Regions from separate parts of the Hordeum vulgare genome. Here region 2 is linked to region 1. A link is a contact called in public Hi-C data. All regions are on one chromosome and are shown on one strand. The core of a region is the stretch at or near the end of the contact, and the rest is flanking DNA. Distances in the headings are between cores, read along the strand shown. Region 1 holds the start of LOC123425892 (DEAD-box ATP-dependent RNA helicase 32). Region 2 has its middle 31 kb from the start of LOC123429950.

Evidence for each region. A called contact is a pair of places that touch in the nucleus more often than the background predicts.
Region 2: a contact with region 1 is called in a Hi-C map of leaf, with 5 times the contacts expected there. The contact joins the enhancer-like site here to the promoter of LOC123425892 in region 1. A contact is called at or near these places in 2 of 6 Hi-C or Micro-C datasets (both in leaf).

Annotation. Positions count from the first base shown.
Region 1 is chr2H:213,280,775-213,284,160 of MorexV3_pseudomolecules_assembly, forward strand. It overlaps LOC123425892 (DEAD-box ATP-dependent RNA helicase 32), which reads left to right and starts at 1,500. Exons shown (of 8, transcript XM_045109648.1): 1 at 1,500-2,001; 2 at 2,753-3,025; 3 at 3,118-3,386. The coding sequence starts at 1,609.
Region 2 is chr2H:213,990,834-213,994,219 of MorexV3_pseudomolecules_assembly, forward strand. No RefSeq gene overlaps it. Among protein-coding and RNA genes, the nearest start is that of LOC123429950, 31 kb to the right of the region's middle. Within about 2 kb of position 1,603, at least 3 of the 3 cell types and tissues checked have open chromatin away from gene starts, as enhancers often do. A contact at or near this core is called in leaf, where this site is marked.

The DNA.
Region 1 (3,386 bases), core at 250-2,749:
GATCTGAAAATCTACGAAGATTTATTATATAAAAAAATAAAAAATATTGGAACAAAGAAGTGCCGGAGGGGGCCCACCAGGCAGCCACTAGACACCAGGGCGCTCAAGCACCCCTAGCGCGACCTCATGTCTAGTGGGCCACATGGCCCACCTCCGACGCCCATCTTCAGGTATATATTCCCCTTCGACCTAAAACAAATAAGGATAGGACTTTCGGGACGAAGCGTCGTCGTCTCGAGGCGAAACCTGGGCAGGAGCCCTTTTGCCCTCCGGCGAAGCGATTCCACCAGAGGAACCCCCTCCTCCGGAGGGGGAAATCGAGGCCATCGTCATTACCAACAACCCTCTCATCTTGGGGAGGCCAATCTCCATCAACATCTTCACCAGCACCATCTTCTATCAAAACTCTAGTTCATCTCTTGTAATCAATCTTGTACCGGAACCTTGGTTTGGTATATGGGGTGTGTCTAGTAGTGTTAATTATATCTTGCAGTTGATGCTTTATGGTTTATTTGGTGGAAGATTATACGTTGAGATCGATTATGCTACTCAATACCTCTCTGATTATGAACGTGTTTATCACTTGTGAGTAGTTACTTTTGTTCTTGAGGCCACAGGAGAAATCATGTTGCAAGTAGTCATGTGAAGTTGATATTCGTTCGATATTTTGATGATATGAATGTTGTGATTCCCTTAATGATGTCATATGAATGTCGACTACATAGCATTTCACCATATTTTGGGCATAAGGGAATGCATTGTGGAATAGTAATTAGAGGGTGGGTTCCGAGAGTGACAAAAACTTAAACCTCAATCTATGCACTACTTCGCAAGAGGCTGATTTGGATCCCTATGTTTAATGTTATGGTTAAAAACGACTGCGATTGACCCCTTCACCTGTGGGTCATCAGCCCCGGTCGAATCTCTATCGCAGCACTGGATGGCCTCCAACGAAGCTTCACTGCAGCGCTGCCACCACGCGCGGCGGTGCTCCATCGCAACGCGACGTCGACGGGGTTGTTTGGACGAAGCACACAACAACGACGGGCGAATGCTGTGATGCAGCACGCGTCGACGATGCAAGTGCTTCATCGTATGCAACGTCGGTAAACACCATTGCATCCCCTGGTCACGATGTCGGTGGTGGGCCGACATCGCCTCTTCCTTGCGGCAGATGAGAAGAGATCATATGAAGAGGAAAAGGAAGGAAGAAGATGAAGAGGGGGCGAGTGGAGGAGAACGCATCGGAAAATGATAAGATGGGGAGAAGCGACGGGCTGAAAGGGGCACGTGTCGACGTCTGGAGGAGGCTTAAGCCGCCGTGTAATCAGGTGGTTGATTTTAATATTTTTCAAAGTAAAAACCACATCCCCGTGTGTCCTGTTCTGTGAGCCACGAAGACGAGGAACACGACGCACCCAGCCTGGCCCGCGACGGAATACGCCTTCCCGATTGATTTACGTATTCCCTTCGGGAGATAATAGCTATTTATGGGGTTACAAGAAGAACACCGGTCGGAGTCGGGCTAAGACGAAAGTCGCCAGCCTTCTAGAACGTTCCACATCACTTTCCGCAAAACCCTAAACCCAGCACCACCCAGCCGGAACCATGCGCCGGCCGCAGCGCCGCGCTATGGCTAAGCAAAGCCGCGCCAAGGACGGCGACGAGATCCGCCTCCTTGAGACCTGGATCGACGCAGGCAAGCCCCTCCCGGGAACCAAGCCGCCTCCCCCCTCTGAGGACTCCTCCGCCGCCAACGCACGGGGAAGGGCACGAGTTGTAGTGGCTAAGGCGGCGGACGGGGAGTACTCGGATTATGGCGCGTCCACGCGATTCGATGAGCTACCGCTGTCGACGAAGACCAAGGACGCCCTGCGGCAGCAGGGGTACAAGGAGATGAGCGAGATCCAGCGGGCCGCCCTGCCCCACGCGTTATGCGGGCGCGATGTCCTCGGCGCGGCCAAGACCGGGTCCGGCAAGACCCTCGCCTTCGTCATCCCAGTAAGCTGTTAATTTACTCTCTAAATTCCACTTGTTGGAAACGCAGAGTAAGAATAGTCGTATACCACTGAGAATTATCTTCATAGTTTTATCTTTTAGCTCTGCAAATTGTGCTCTGGACAATGTTCAAAAAAGCGGAAAGCATAAGCGAAGCGGAAGGCCACAGCTTAGAGCAATGGACGCTTAGGCGCAGCTTAATCGCACTTAAGCGTTTTTTGAAATTGGCTAGAACTTGACAGATTTTGAATAATATACACAGGAAAATAGGAAACATGGCACATGTGTAATTGAATAGCCATCTAAAATACAGTTCACACCATAGCGAATACACATTAAGTTCACATGGCAAGCAAAATAACAAGTAAAATGCAGTTCAGTTCAAATCGTCATAGCTTAATAGAGATCATGTGGCCATAATTTTGCCAGCATATGAAGGAAATATTTCCCAAACAGAGCCTAATAATAAGATAAATGGGATATTGCCATTATTGCGCAAGCAGACAAGCAAAAGTAGTTCAAAAACAGCCAAATTCTGGCCAAATTTAAAAAAAAACCCCGCTTAATCTACCGCTTAGGGCAAAAGTGAAGCGCTTTGCCATCGCTAAGCGTCGCTTAAAAATGCTTTCTTGAACACTGCTCTGGAAGCAGGTGTTTCTTACATCTGGACTGTTCAGCTCATCATATGGTCATGTCAAGTGCCGCTGCCAAGAAATCCCTGGGTAGCTCATCTTATCACAATCCTTTTTGGCAGGTCATTGAGAAGCTGTATCGGGAGAAATGGAGTCAAGAAGATGGTGTGGGTTGCATTATTCTCTCTCCCACTAATGATTTAGCTGGTCAAATTTGGGAAGTGGTCAGGAAGGTCGGGAAGCACCATAACTTTAGTGGTGGTGCTATCGTTAAGCGCACGGGTATCGAGCAAGAAAAGGAACGCATAAACAGTTTGAATATCTTAGTGTGCACTCCTGGACGGTTAGTCCAGCACTTTGATGAGACTCCGAACTTTGATTGCTCAAATCTCCAGGTTATCAGACATAACTTGATTTATGGTTATTTCAAATTTCAAATGATGAGATTTAGATAATCTAACATCATGTCTTCTTTGGTAGGAAACAGATATTGGTGCTTGATGAGGCGGATCAAATACTTGATCACAATTTCAAATCCCAAGTTGACATTATCATTTCTCAAATACCTAAAGTTAGACAAACCTTACTGTTTTCTGCCACACAGACAAAGTCAGTTAAGGACCTTGCAAGGGTTAGCCTAAAGAATCCTGAATACATTAGTGTGCATGAGCAGGCTATCACGGCTACCCCAGATAACCTTGAACAGTGTGCCATGATTGTGCCTCTTGAACAGAAACTGAATATGCTTTGGAGTTT
Region 2 (3,386 bases), core at 353-2,852, 710 kb after region 1:
TTTAATTTGAGGGTTCTAGTCTATTCAACCCTTATAACAAAATATTCCGTTATAAAGGTTGAATTTGAGGGTTCTAGTCTTTGTCCCTGTTTTTCAACCCTTAAAAGCGCCGAAAAATGCCAATTCTTAACCCTTATACTTGTTTCAGGTTTTAAGAATTTAAGGGCACTACTAATGATGCTCTAAGCCGCGTCAACAAGATAATCATACGTTTGCCCGTAAAAAAATCAATAATATAATCATACGCGTGCAATTATGTCAGCGATTGTGTATGCATTAGCGCATGAGCATGTCAACTTTCCTGATTGTTTGATCACATAACATCTTTACGAAAATGAAAAGATGAGTTGAACCAGCGATGCCAAGGGCAAATCCTATTTAGCACCACATGCATGGGTTATAGGCAATTTGTGCTAACCGGTGCGTGCAGCGCTTCGGCGATGGGCCGGCCCATCTAAGTGTTTTTTCCTGTAAATTTGAACGACGGTGAGATTCGAACCGGCGACCTCTCACAGAAATTTTAGTGTTGTAACCACTCCGCCACCCCAAAGCAATGTGATAGAAGTGAACTTTTTATTTCCTTTATTCTCTACTTTCCCATTTTATGTTTTCTTAGTCATTTTCCTCTTTTCCTTTTCATCCTGGTTCGTTGATTTCTTTTTGAAATATGTGTATTTTATTTTAAATTGATTATTTTGGAACTTTGATGAAATCTTTTTTAATTTGTGAACTTGTTTCCAAATTGATGAACTCTTTTTCGAATTTGGTGAACATTTTTGAAAAATCATGGACATAATTTAAAATTCGTGAACTTTTTCCAAAATCGATGAACTTTTTTTGAAATTGATTAACTTTTTTTCAAAATAAGTGAACATATTTTAAAATTCGTGAACATTTCAAAATCAATGAACTATTTTTAGAAATTTATTAACTTTTTTTGAAATCTGTGAACTTTTTTTGAAAATCGGTGAACATATTTTAAAATTTGTGAACTTTTTTAAAAATCAATAAACTATTTTTAAAAGTTGATGAACTTTTCTTTTCACAATCGATGATTTTTTATCTAATTATGTAAAATTTTATAAAATTCATGAACATATTGTAAAAATCATTTATTTTTTGCATAATGATTATCCTTTTGGAAAATCAGATTAGATGATTTTTAATTCGAAGAAATTTTAATGTACTCCCTCCATTCCTAAATATAAGTCTTTTAAGAGATTTCACTAGGTGACTACATGCAAAGCAAAATGAGTGAATATATATTCTAAAGTATGTCTACGTACATTCGTATGTAGTTCTTTAATAAAATCTCTAGAAAGACTTATATTTAGGAACGGAGGGAGTATGTTTTAAAATTCACGTTTTTAAAAAATCATGAAATTTTTTAAGGACCTACAGCAGAGCGCCAAGAGATGTTTCGTGCGCCGGCCCAGCGGGGGCGCTGCAGGCGCCAGAAGCGTGAACCGGCGCCTGCAGCGCCGTATAGGAGCTTCCGATGCCAAGTGCCAAGTCAGTTCATGGATGTTAGGAACCTCATGTCCATGGCCCGTTCCCTGACCAGCACATAGGCTGGGCCCAACTACGTGCCACCTCAGGCCGCTGAATGCGCGTGAGGGACCTCCTATTGGACGCATTCTGCTTCCAATAGGGTTCCCTAGCACAAGCAAGCAACTGGGCCGCCGGCCCCAGCAAGGCGACTGGCTGGCCCAGGTAACCAGCTCGTTTTTCTCCGCTTTTTATTTATTTATTTTCCATTTATCTTTTTTGGCTTATTTTTTATTTTCTTTTGTGTTTCAGTTCCTCTTTTTCCTAAAAGGTTTTATGTTTTAATTTTCTTACTTTCTGAAACATGAACTTTTCGAAGAAATTCCAAAAATCTGTTGTATTTACACATAAAAATTATAAATGGAATTGTTTTTGAATTTCTGAAGAATTTCCAAAAATCTTAAAACACAACAAGTTTGAAAACAGGAGCAACTTAAATCATAGGACTTTTTTTAGAAATGCATTTTTAAATATTTACAAACAATTTTTGAAGCGGGAACATTTATAAAACTTATGTATACTTTTTGAAACATGAACTTTTTTGAACTTACGTACATTTGATTTAAACGTTAAACATATTTTAGAAAATGGAGAACATTTTATAAAATTCCTGAACTTTTTTAAATCATGAACAACTTTTCAATTTTTAGAATTGATAACCAAAATTTTGAAAAAGAGAAACATTTTGTGTAAAACAAGAACATTTTTTATAAAAGTGTGAAAAAAAGAACATTTTTTTTTAAAATTCGCCTAATTTATGAAAAAGACTTTTTTGAATTATGTAAACAAGTTTTGAAGGGGGGTTTGTTTTGAACTTATGTACACTTTTCGAAACACGGACATTTTTTGAACTGACGTACACTTTTTGAAAAGGAAAATATTATTTAGAACAAGTAGAACAGTTTTAAAAGTTCTCAGACATTTTAAAATCTTGAACATTTTTAGAATTTGTGAAAAAAATTGGAACAAGTTCTCAATTTGTGAACAAATTTTAGAAAAGAGACATTTTTCTTATAACAGTAACATTTTTTATAAAAATGTGAAAACAAGAGCATTTTTTGAAAATTGTGACAAATTTCTGAAAAAGAAACATTTTATAAATTTTGTATACAACTTTTGAAGCGGGAACATTTTTTCAACCTATGTACACTTTTTGAAACATGAACATTTTTTCAACTTACTTACATTTTTTGAACAGCTAAATATATTTAAATATATAAAGAACAGTTTTTTAAATTACTGAACATTTTTATAATAGGTGAACCAAATTTGAACAACTTTTCAATTGTTAAACAAAATCCTAAAAAGAGAAACATTTTATGTTAAACAGGAACTTTTTTTATAAAAGTGTGAAAACAAGAACATTTCTTAAAATATCGACCAATTTATGAAAAAAGAACATTTTTTGAAATTTGTAAACAATATTTGAAGCGGGATCATTTTTTAATCTTATATACACTTTTTGAAAAACGGACATTTTTTGAACTCACTTACACTTTTTGAAAAGGCAACCATTTTTTAGAAAAATAAGATCAAAAATAATTCCCAAACATTTTCTAATCACGAACATTTTTAGAATCGGCGAACCAATTGGAACAAGTTTTCAATTTTTGAACAAATTTTTAAAAAGAGGCATTTTTCATATAACAGTAATATTTTTTATAAATATGTGGAAACTAGATTTTTTTTGAAAATTGTGACCAATTTATGAAAAAAGAAACATTTTCTAAAATCTCTAATGAAATTTTGAAGTGTTAAAAAATATTCAACTTATGTCCACTTTTTGAAACACAAACATTTTTTGAAAATTAAAACATATTTAGAAAATGAAGAACATT